Linked DNA regions of Mus musculus: region 2 is linked to region 1. The links are chromatin contacts, called in public promoter capture Hi-C maps. All regions are on one chromosome and are shown on one strand. Each heading gives the region's core, a stretch centred on a gene start, on an enhancer-like site or on the middle of the called end of the contact. The rest is flanking DNA. Distances are from core to core; before and after follow the strand shown. Region 1 holds the start of Lyrm9 (LYR motif containing 9). Region 2 holds the start of Rab11fip4os1 (RAB11 family interacting protein 4 (class II), opposite strand 1).

Region 1 (6,192 bases), core at 1,706-4,205:
TCAAAGTACCTTTCTGCATGGACTATTATTAAGTCCGTGTCCCCATCTCGTACTGTCTAATAAGAGCCCCAGCCGGCCGCACAATCTCTGGGATGCCTGAGTGTTATTCAAGTCATCTCTATGTAATGAAAGCCCAGAGACAATCACACCCCAGGACAGAGAGAACTGTCCTCAGCATAGCTCATCCACGAAACATCTCCCCTGGCATCTGAGTGTACAGGACCACTAAGAAGACCAACACCTTGTTTATCCAGAATCTTCTGCAAAGCTGATGTCATTCATATCTGATCAACCTTTCACAATGAGGCTAATTAGTTCATTATGACAGCTTTAAACACAATACTGGAGAAGGTATCGTTAGCCCCATTTTATAGATAAGGAAACCAAGGCTCAGAGAAGCTGTGATTTGTCAGTGGCCACATAGCTGTGCACAGTCAGGCAGGGAACTAACCATAGGCCTATTTGATTCTGAAGCTCACAATCTTACTTGCATCCCTGACATCTGCTAAATGGGTATACCTAAGAATGCTAAGGCTGGGACAGGGAAGTAAGCCAGTGTTAAGAGCACCTCCAGAGCACGTGTGAGTCCCTGAATTAAATCCCCAGAACTAAAACAAAATGCACAAGTAGGGATTCCATCCACAAAGAACTCTCCTGGGCCTGTGCAAGACCAGATTCAGTCATGATATGCTTACTAAACTAGACTATTCATTCACAACTTAGCCACAAGTCTCTGCTCCTTTCAGAAATACAAGGGCACTGTAGCACCCTCTCAAATACAGATGGAAAAGAAAATCAGGCTAATGTCAATTACACACACACACAAAGGAATGCTTTAAAAAACAAAATCTTAGAGAGATAGGATGCCTTAGACTCCAGCCTTACAATCTGAGTTCAAACTCTTGGATCCCACAAGGTGGCAGGAGAGAACCAATTCCCAAAAGCTGTCCTCTGACCTCCACTTGTGACCACACACACACTCATTACACTCACATACAGAACTGAATGGGTCTAGTGGCATATCCCCGTAATAGCACTCAGGAGGTAGAAGCAGGAAGCCTGGGTTCAAGGTCCAGTCTAGGCTACATAATAAGCTCGAGGTCAGCCTGGGCTATCCAAGATCCTGCCTGTCTCAAAACTTAAACAAGGGGCTGGAGAGATGGCTCAGCAGTTAAGAGCGCTGACTGATCTTCCAGAGGTCCTGAGTTCAAATCCCAGCAACCACATGGTGGCTCACAACCATCTGTCCCAAGACTGGATGCCCTCTTCTGGTGTGTCTGAAGACAACTACAGTGTACTTACACATAATAAATAAATCTTTAAAAAAAAAACTGAAACAAAACCAGTTTATAAAGCTTAAAGAACATGACCTATTGGTGGGGGCGGGGGGCATAAAGGGAACTTCCTGGGTGCCAGGTGACAATGCTGGCACAGGTGCTAAGAAGAAAAGACCCAATCACAGGTAAGCTCACTGTCGTTATCACTAACCTGTGTCCTAACACGGGTCACCTAAAAATAATTGGAAAAAGAGTCATACATTTAAAAAGATAATGGAACTGCAGAAAATAACCCGAAATTATGCCCAATTGAGTACTGATAAAAGCTAAATTAAGCCTGCACCAGCCATTTTTTTTAAATACGCAATTAATCTTCATGATGGAGAAAGTTGAAAATAGGAATGGTTAGCTCCCTGCCCCCGCCCACCCTAGGGCTCCATCTGGCATATTTATGTTCTTCCAGCAATCCTGCCTCCCCTCGTCCCTCTCCCACACAGCCAAGGTCAGGCCAGCCTCCCTACATTCCCACCGGCACACCCTTCAGAACCAGTTTTTGGTCCATCCCTGTGGGAGGTGGGGATGCTGGAAATGAATCCTGGGGCTTGACGATGCCTGGCAACCTTTTTACCACGGAGCTGTTCCTAGCTCCTAGTTAGCAGCTAAGCTAATCAGTCTCTTTCTTCCTGGCCAAATCCCACGTGCCACCCAAGGATATACACTTTATCCTTCCCTTTCTTTGGCCCACCCCCACCCCCACCCCCACCTTATACCCAGAAGACAGGTATGTAAGAGTAAGGACTTCAAATGAGTCCCAAGGGCCATCACTGGGCACATGGGGAGATAAAATCTGATCCAGGCAAACATTGGAAAATTATTCTGTAATAAAGCGAATGAAGCACTTACATATGCTACCACGTGCGTGCTTTGAATGAGGCATAAAAGACGCAGGAAACCAATAACCGGGGCTGCATATGATTGATTCCATTTCTGTGAAATGTTCAGAACTAACAAAATCTATGGAAATCAGCTAAGTGGTTGCCTAGCGCAAAGAGAAAGGACGAGACTGGAGAGGGGTTTTGCCAGCAAATGTAGATGGTTTTCTTTCAAGGTAAATGTTCTAAAATCAACAGTGGCCATAGATGCACATCTGCGCACATTCTAAATGTTATTAAACGTGTGCACTTTAGCACTGGCCGGGAATCACAGTACTACTGGGAAGTTGGGGCAGGGGGATTACGAGTTCAAGGCCAGATAGGGTTACATATTGCAAAGACCAAAATTATTCCAGATACTCCTGGTAACAGGGTGTTCCTGCAGACCGAGTGAGAGTAGCACGTCTCCTCTTTGAAAACCATAGAACGGAGGCTGCTCCAGCCGAGTGCAGATGCCAGCAGCACATGGCAGAGACCTGGCTCCCCGTGTCCTCCGACACCGCATCCCGGCCTCCCACGCTCCTCCGCGGCGCGGCAACTATGGCTGCGACAGGTGTCGCTGGCACTAGGGGAAAGCCTGGAGAGCCCGCAGATCGCCCCCAGGGCTTCCACATATCCCGGCCCTGCAGGCAGCCTCGGTAATCCCCAGCCCGCCCCTGCCGCCCCCCGAGTCCCCGCCCAAGGGCCCGCGCAGCGCGGCTCACCCGCCTTCCCGGCGGACGCCAACTGGAGACACCGCGAGCGACACGATTGCGCCTGCGCGGCAGAAGCAAGCGCAGCCCCGCCCCCGCCTGGTACCCTAGCGCCCTCTGCCGGCCATCCGCGGGACTCGGGGTCCTACTGGGTGCGGGCTTCCTGATCCGACCCCGCCCAGTTGGCTGGAACCACGGCCCGCTTTTCCTTGTCTCCCTTACAACCTTGGATACAAACTCTGATGGCAAGCTCTTCTTCATATTCCCACGAATGGAGAATATTAGGGGTGCTCAAGATCTGTGAAACGTCTTCTTGAAGGACGTGTCCTTCCTGTTGTTATGTTGATGACAGGAATTATGTTTGGAAGGGAGTCTTCATTTCGAGTCACTTGATCAAATTACAGTCCCACAACACCTGTCAGAAGAATACATATGACAGTAATAGGCACGCTTCCTTTCAACTCTGCTATAATTATAATCGAGGGAGAGAATGAAGAATCTTAACTTGCAGCTACTGCCGGGATCATTTTTTGAAAATGAAATAATGCTGTTTCATTAAACGGGTTCTCCCCACTCGCGCATGTTTAAAGTCAGAATGCTTCTCTGAATTGATTTAAACACAAGTTTTATATCCTGAAAGAAATAAAGACAGGTCTTTTTCATGAGACAAACGCCCTGTTCAATGAGGCTTCTAGCTTCTCTGGGCCGCTGTCTGAAAGGCAGCAAGGGCGCCGGTGGATAACATTGCTTCTCTTCATCTTTCCTCTTCGGGGCTTTAAAAAAAATCTACCTATAATGAAAAGCCCGATTTCCTTACACACGCTCCTCATGTAGCTGCTTTAACAAGACAATTGCTTATAATGCCTTTTTTCTTCATTTTTTAAAAGTAAACATCGCTGTTTAGCAGCACTCGGAAGTCTATTTTTCTTCCTCTTAGGAAGCAGGGGCTATTTCTTAACAGAACTACTTCCTTTCTCTGATTCATCTTCAACTCTCTAGAATGCCACCGTCTCCCTCCCGCACCCCCCCCACACACAAAGCACCCCCTTCCTCCTCTTCAGCTAACACTCTACCCCGTCTTCAAATCTGTGTGGGAGGATTCTTCCCCTGGAATACCCAGATAATTTCCTTCATTTATTTTCAAACTGTAGACTTGGACCAACTGTATCTGAAAGATCCGAATGCACCCTCATAAATCAGCCTTTTTATTTACCCATGCATAATCACGGCATGTCATTAGTGCAGATCCAATCAATAAATCATTACGCTTTTAGAGCCCTTACTAGGAGCAACCTGCTGGGACACCAATCCACTCTCTCGTACAACATTAAGATCCTTTCATATTTTTAAGAAATTTCAATCTGTTCTCTCAGTCCCCCTCTTTTGTTCCTAGATCTCCGTGTTCCTGCTTCAGAAGCCTCATTCTAATACCTAGGTCATAAAATATTCAAGAAGCAAGCTGTTAGCTCTACCTCCGAAAGGCTCCACCTTCCTGCCTCTTGTGTTACTTCTGTCTTTACAGAGACACAACATTTATCTTTCTCGAAAACTCTTTGTCGACAGCTAGGCAGCACAAAAGAGAAAGAACAGAAAAGAAATTTTTTTATTTTTTAGCTTGAGGGAGAGATGTGGATAGCAGCTCCCTTTCTTTTACCGAGTCACAGTGAGAACTTGGATTTAAGAATAATCCAAGCCAGGCAAGGAGGTGCACACCTTTAATCCAAACACTCCAGAGGCAGAGGCAGGTGGAGCTCTGTGAGTTCGAGGCCAGGCTGCTCTACAAATCGAGTTCCAGGACACCCAGGGCTGTTACACAGAGAAACAGGGCTGTTTTGTCTTGTAAAAGCAAAAAAAAAAAAAAAAAAAAAAACACAAATAAAACAAAACAAAACAAAAGAAAGAAGAAAGGAAGGAAGAAAATAAAAAACAAAAAAAGAATAAGGAAATAGTGATTCTTTTTAACTTGACAGAAACTTTAAATTTCTTTTCATTTCAGTAGTAAAACTAAAGAATTCTTACCAGTCCAAGCATTCACTGAAATAGCACCAAGTCTGTAACCTAATGGAAACCCACCCATTCTCATCTTGTCATTTTCTTCCACACTGAGATTGGCAGCTGGGCGCCCTGGTGTCAGGCTGCATGATATTTACAGGTCAGTGGAATTTCTTTTTTTTATTAAATATGGAACACTTCACGAATTTGCGTGTCATCCTTGCACAGGGGCTGTGATAATCTTAGTATATGTGCTGCTGAAGCGAGCACAGGTCAGTGGAATTTTAAAGACCTTTTGCTTAAGAAATTTATCACTCAAGGGTTGGCCGTGCAGGAGATCCCTCCTCCCTGGGGAATTTATCGGCTCCCCCTCAGAACCAAATGGCCATGTTCTGAACTCGTGTCATGAAGCCTGACCTGTAATGACGTGTAGTGGCAGCTTTGGAACTGCTCTGTAGAGAAAGAGGCAAGACATTCTGATGCTTTTCAGTTTACCTCAACCTCCAGATTTTAAAAATTACATGTATTTGCTTATTGTTATGTGTATGTGCTGTGGTGTGTGTGTGTGTGCGTGTGTGTGTGTGTAGGTCCAGGAAAATGAACTCAGGCTGGCAGGCTTGACCGGGAGTGCCTGTTCCACCCACTGAGCCAGCTCCCTAGCCCCATTTCCACATTTCAAAGAGAAACGATGCATTTGCATGCTTTGATTATTTCGGGTTATTGTCTCAAATGTTGACCATGTAAATAATTCAAATTAATTCATAAATATACAATGGCTGTAATGAGTATGATAAAATACTTTGAAGAATATACTTAGGCCCTTGGACCTGCCCTGGCTCTCAGGCCTCCCCGGCTCCCATTTCTCTGGGCATACAGGATGCGTTCTACCTTGATGTTCCCTCCTATTCAAAATATGCAAAGTTGCTATTTACCAGTTTGCAATTTGCATGACTCAAATTCTGCCAGAACACAGGGAGAGGGGCACAAAGTGACAGGTGGATGTGCCAAAAGAGATCACCAAGGCAAAAATGGGGGGAAAAAAATCCCGCATACAGATCTTTGCCACCCTGGGGTGTTGCAAAACATAGCCCTTGCTGACTACTAGAGAGGGTTGTTAGTAAGACAGTGAAAATATCGGGTGTAAAAGGTTATGTGAGATCTCAGGCATCTAGTGTCTTTTCTTCTGTAATTGCTGGGTGGGAGAAGGGGATGAACAGGGACTCGAGGTTTTTATAAAAAGGAGTATGAGGGGAAAGGCAAACCAGGAGTAGTCACAGCACGCGAGCTACAGGATCGAGT
Region 2 (6,158 bases), core at 1,835-4,334, 800 kb before region 1:
CTACTATACACATGCATGTTGACACAATAAAATTAAACAAACTAGGAGAGATTTGACGTCACAAGTTTTAGGGTGTGAGACATGCTACAGTGAGAAGCAGGTGGGACCCCAGGTTCTACTTCACCTCCTGGGGGGAGGGACACTTGCTGTGGCTGTGGTGGGGGTTCCGGAGAGAGAACAGTGGGGAACTAGGAGGCTGGGGAGACAGCAGCTGTGACAAAGAGAATTATGAAGAGCACAGGAGGGGAGGCTGCAGCGTATAAGGGTACCACGGGTGACTCTTTGACCTGGGCATCTTTAGATGGATGGTAACATTAGATTCTTACACTGGCAGCCACACAGCAGGAGCAGGTGACCTGCTGCCTTCTGGTTTGATGGGTTCCCTATTAATCTTCCCACATAGGTGGATGACCAGGTACCCAGATTCTCATAGTTAGGCTTTGCCTCACTGCTTGACATGGGTGGCCACAGCCCCTAGCCAGCATGCCCTTGCTTTGATGCCCATGGGCCCATTCCTCCACAGCTCTCATTACCATAGGGACTGGGGGGCCACACAAAAGGGAAGCCAGTAGGCAGCCCTTGGAGCAGACTGGGGAGTGGTATTTGGGGGTGGTGGTGGTGGAAGCTTGTCCTGGAGACACCATCCCTGGATATCTTCTGGCATCCTCTCACCAGACCAACATTTCCTGAACTGAGAAATATGGTCAACAGCACATGTAGCAACACACAGTGACACTTTCCCCAACAGGTGTGCCAGGCTCTGGGGACAAGGGTATGCCCCACAGTCAGCATCTAGTGCTGCACAGGAATGGTTAAATAAACATCCAGAGTGGACTTGCCCAGGCCTGTGGTGCCCAGCACCGGCCTCCATGGGACCTGGAAGAGGAACAGATGCAGAAGCCTATGTATCCTACAGCCAACAGGAAAGCACTTTATAGTCTCAAGGTGACTCCCAACAAGCCACAAGCTGCAAGTGACATCCACACCCTGAAGGGTTCACGTCCCTCCACTGAGGGCGCTCAGCTGCAGTCCTGACATCCAGCTGTGTGCCATTCTCTACCTCCTCAATCCCAGGCTCAGATCTGTACTCCCTGGAGACACACTGCAACCCCCCCCCCCCCCACAAGAACCAGAATCTGGCTGGCTTCTTGGTCCCACACTGACCTCTAGGGGACAGCTGGAGCACAGCAAGGTGCTGGGTGCCTGGTCCACAGCATTAGGATCTGCCTCTAGCTGGCTTCCTCGGAATTCTGACTTTGATGAGCTATGGGTTTGCTCCATCTCTTCCAGGAGCTGGGATTCCGGTGAGTTCTAAGGATTCACTCTGCCTGGATGGCTCAGGGACACTCAGGAGCCCACAGGCAGGAATTGGCCCATGTCCACCAAGCTATCTGACTAAGCCAAACCAAGTCACCTGCCATGCCTAGGAATACACAGCCTCAGTGGGTGCTCTGGCCAGAGCTGTGTGGAGGATGGGAAGAGGTTTGTCTTCCTGGAAGAGGCATAACACTCACAGTCACATTCTACAGTCCTACAGGGGAGACGGGAAGAGCCAGGTTGTTGAGATTGCTGGCTCCGTCTTTCTGCCTCTCTGGGACCTCTGGATTTTGGGAAAACAATACAACAAGACCATTGCTTATAAAGAATTCCCTCTTGAGGGTCAGGTCCTCCGAGCCTACTTCCCCTCTTTGCTAAATGCACCATCTTTTCTGGCTGTGGTTGAGACAGTACGGATGCCACGGAAGCTGCTGGAGCCCATGGAACATGTCCCTGCTCCTGGGTACCCCTGGGGTTCTTGGCCTCAGTGCATCTCTGTTCTCCAACTTCTCACTGCAAGCTTCGTTTTGACATGTCTTTGAAACATTGGACCTCAAGGGTGAAGGGGATGCAGAGACTCGGATGATTGTGGATCCCTGATTTGTCCTTGCATTAAATCAGACCTAGCCTGGCTGGGCAAGTCCTGCTTTTTGGCCAAGAAAACTGAGGTTCTGAGATGTTGAGGGGAACTTGCTGAAGTTGTATGGGTAGTCAGTGGCCTTAGTGAGGTGCGGATCCCATTTTTAAATGACGGTACCGCCTACTCATTCTGCACCCTCCACAAAGGCTGGGCCCAAAAAGAGTCCAGGGCCACTTAGTGTCAGCCCCACATTGGGGGTTCTCTGTCCCAGGTCTGGTTCCATTGGTCCTGAATGCATTCATGGACCGGACACAGTAAAACAGTTCTGGAGCCCTCAGCGCTGGCCTTACACACACTTGGAGCCTGGTTATCCAGGTCTACCCCTAACGGTTCTCAAGCTGAGCACAGTCTGGAACCAGACTTGTACCCTGGCCCCACAGCGGCTGGACGTTTAGTCTCTGTCATCTTCAAATTGTTAGACAAAATTTACAGGTTCCCTTTGTGAGGAGCAGGCATCTGCACTAAGCAGACTGGACAGAAAGAGCCTTGCTCATGACAGTGTCTCGTGCCACTAAGACGGAAACTAAACTGCTATGTGGAAATCAGGAGGGTCTTAGCTGGTACGGTAAGGGAGTCTCCTGCTACCTTAACCCTTTCAAAATAGCAGTTTGATGCTGGCCAATCAGCTTTTTGTTCCTGTTATTCAGTTTCTTTATTCCTGTGATAGCAACACTATGTTTTAAGTTTAAATTACTGTGCTTAAGAGAAATATAAAGCAGAAATGCTTCACCAGGGGGTAGTGCATGCCTTTAATCAGGAGGCAGAGGCAGGGGGATCTCTCTCAGTTTGAGGGCGTTCTGGTCTACAGAGGGAGTTCCAGAACAGTCAGGGCTACACAGAGAAACCCTGTCTCTAAAAAACAAAACAAAACAAAACAAAACAAAACAAAACAAAAGCCTGTAACCTGTAAGGTCCACTTGCTCAAGGACAGATAACTTCCTGAAATGCTGTAGTTTATGTACGATAACAAACCACACATTTTCACTTCTGTAAACAAGCTTGGTTGCCCCAACTGCACAGGATATGCACTTGATCATGGGTAGGCGGAGGAGGTACATAGGCAGGAAGTACGTCAGGATATATGCCTGCCCCTGGTTGGACAAAGGCAGGAAGTTTGTAGCCTCGTGAGTTTTGCCTTTATAAACTCCTGACTAATGGAATTCGGGGGCCATTCTCTGAGCTTGAGTCTCAGGAATGGTCTTGGCCAGTATATTTTTTTAATTAATTTATTTATAATATATACAGCATTCTGCCTACATGTATGCCTGCAAGCCAGAAGACTTCAATATAGATAGTTATGAGCCACCATGTGGTTGCTGGGAATTGAAATCAGGACGTCTGGAGAAATAGCCAATGCTCTTAACCTCTGAGTCATCTCTCCAGCTCCCCGGTCAGTATTTAATAAACCCTGTTGTATTAGAATTAAGTCATCGTCAGATGGTGAATCTCTGAATGACCAGATCCGTTACTGTTCCCACCTTACAAAACCCACTGTCCTGTTCCTGCCCTAGATCTTGTGTTAGTCCTGTTGTCAATGAAGGACTCGAGGAAGAGAGGGAGGGAGGGAGGGAGGGAGGGAGGGAGGGAGGACGAACTTATCTTGGCTCATGGTTTCAGAGTCTCACTGGGATCCATTGCTTGGAGACTGAGGTAAGACAGAGTAACACGGCAGTAGGAATGTGTGGTAGAAGCGTCATACCTCATGGTGGGGAAGGGCAGGGTGGTGGTGGTGGTGGTGGTGAACCTGATCTACCGACTTTTCCCTTTCTTGTCCTTTCATTCCGTCTGACAGGATGGCGGGGCCTGTATATTCAGGGCACATCTCCTTTTAGTTAACCCTCTCTGAAAACACCCTCCCCAACCCACCCTGAATGGCCTTTCCTAATCTTCTAAGTCAGTGTTTCTTACCTGTGGGTTCTGACCCTTTTGGGGACACATATCAGATCCTGTATATCAGGCATTTACATGACAATTCATAACAGTAACACAATTACAGCTATAAAGTAGCAATAAAATGACCTCATGGATGTGAGTGTCACCACAACATGAGGAAAGGGTCCTAGTACTAGGAAGGTTGAGAACCATTGTTGCAAGTATGTCTCAATCTGATCAGGCTCAATTATGAGAACCTAGGTAAATAATCTAACACCAGGATATACTCAGCCCGCATAACTGCAATCTTCAACTGAATTGATACACTTCTGTCTCTTGATAGTGCCTTAGCTTTCTCCGACACGGTCTGTTTGGCCACCCTCAGCATTACCAGACACCTCATATAGCTTCCTCCCTGCCGAAGCCCAGTTGGACACCACCACGCAGAATACTATGGCTCTAGCCTTCTTCCATTTCTCAGGGAGGTGGCCTCAGGATGAGGGACTACCCAGAGCCAGAGGGGTTTTGGAGCTGACTTGGGTGAGAAACCAAAAGAGTCCTCATCCAGCCGGAAGGTTCCCTGGAGACTGTGGATAGTGCAACTTAAACTGTCTCTGTGGTACACAGCTGTGCTTGCAAACAGTCCAATGCATTATAAACAGATCATTTGGCGATAACAGCAGAATAAATTAAAACACACACACACACACACACACACACACACACACACACACACACACACACTCTGTGCATTTATGTGGAAGCTAATGTGTATAGAAGCCAGGAAACTAGAGAGGGACAAGAGAGGCCTTAAGGGAAATGGGCAGAGGCAATAACGGAACACGTGTAACTAGGAACCTTTCTGTGAGTATGAGGAGCAGAGGGAGTGGGGAGACTAGAGGTCAACTAAAGCCAAGGATATATGCAAATACAAAATGAAGGTGGTCTCTATGATGGCTGCTCTTGGTTGTCAGCCCGACACACCTGGGAAGAATGGACATCCTCGGCTGAAGATTTGCCTCCATCAGATTGAGCTGTGGGCACGACTGTGAGACAGCTTATTATTTATTGATGGTGGAGGGTCCAGTCCAGGGCAGCTGTCCCCAAGCTAGCTCAACAGAAGCAGAGAGCACACCAGCAAGCAGGGTACCTCCATGGCCTTGGCTTCACTTCCTGCCTCCAGATCCCTGCCTTGAACGACTGCTGGTACTGGGTTGTGGTCTCCCTAACTTGGTTCTGGTCATGGCATTTACCACATCAGCAGGATGCAAAGAGGCACAGAGCTCTGGAGGCCTTGTTATTTCCCTAAAGGAGTGGCTTTTCTGCCTAACCACTGCCTGGTACCCACACCCGAGTTTATGTCACTGAGATGACTTAGGGTGTTTCTAGGTGCCCCATGATGGTGCTGGTCACAGAAATATCACACTTGGGACTCTCAGCCCCTCTAACTCCCCACCTCTAGACGGAAGGAGGGGCTAGAGACTGGGTTATGAAAACTAACTTTAAAATTAAAAAAAATTAATTACATATTTAGTGTGTGTGTGTACACACTAGACTTCCTAAGGGCTTCACTGTACCGATTCCAAAGTGATATTTTTTTCTTTTCTTGATTATTTTGAGACAGTCTTGCTATGTGGCCCAGGCTGGCCTCAAACCTGTGGCAGTCCCCCTGCCTCAGCCTCCTGAGGATTACGATTAGAGGCAGGTGCTACCTTACTCAGCAATCCTGTAGCTGTCTTTTGACTTTGATGCCAGAAGATCATTAGTGGAAAGCCCAGTCCTTCCAGACCTTCCAAAGCTGAGCCCAGGTGCAAATGCAGAGGGTGGCGGAAGGCAGCAGGCGCTGAGGCAGGGGCCCTTACCTGCTCCACACAGTCTGGGATGTCTGGAGAACATGGCAGGGTCCCTGCGCTCTCCACCGACAGCACGTCCTTCAGCAGCTCCTCACACCCTGTGGACAGACAGATAAACGGGCAGTGAGTGGTCTGAGCCTCAGTCCATAAGGCTGTTCTTCTGACTAATGGGCCTTGGAGGGAAGAGCTGGAAGAACGGGTGGCAGGGGAGGAGACAGCCAGCTGCATGGGCCTGGTCCAGGGCCCCACTCAAGGTGTCAGAAAGGCACCTGATGAGAAGAACTTCTTCCATGAGATGAACCTCAGCAGCGGGGACTAAGAGAGGAGACACTCACATATACAGAAGCATGCTGGGCGCACGCAGGGAAGCACCAGGCTAAAAGGTACTTCCCTCTGCACAGGGGCCGCCCACAAGGTTCTCTAGCAACCCCCCAGCCCTAGATAGGGCCACTCTTAGGAGGTCAGGAGGCTCCTAC

What was found. Promoter capture Hi-C pulls out the DNA fragments that hold promoters and counts their contacts.
Region 2: a promoter capture Hi-C map of pre-B cells shows a contact between it and region 1, with 9 times the contacts expected there. The contact joins the promoter of Rab11fip4os1 here to the promoter of Lyrm9 in region 1. A contact is called at or near these places in 3 of 39 promoter capture datasets (the C10 cell line, cranial neural crest and pre-B cells), 1 of 115 datasets of contacts at active chromatin or transcription factors (pancreatic cancer cells) and 1 of 9 other capture datasets (adipose tissue).

Annotation. Positions count from the first base shown.
Region 1 is chr11:78,823,358-78,829,549 of GRCm38.p6, reverse strand. Lyrm9 (LYR motif containing 9) reads right to left here and starts at 2,955. Exons shown (of 4, transcript NM_001076681.2): 1 at 2,914-2,955. It also overlaps the pseudogene Gm23219.
Region 2 is chr11:79,620,089-79,626,246 of GRCm38.p6, reverse strand. It overlaps Rab11fip4os1 (RAB11 family interacting protein 4 (class II), opposite strand 1), which reads left to right and starts at 3,084. Exons shown (of 3, transcript NR_003283.1): 1 at 3,084-3,347. It overlaps Rab11fip4 (RAB11 family interacting protein 4 (class II)), which reads right to left. Exons shown (of 15, transcript NM_175543.3): 3 at 5,692-5,780.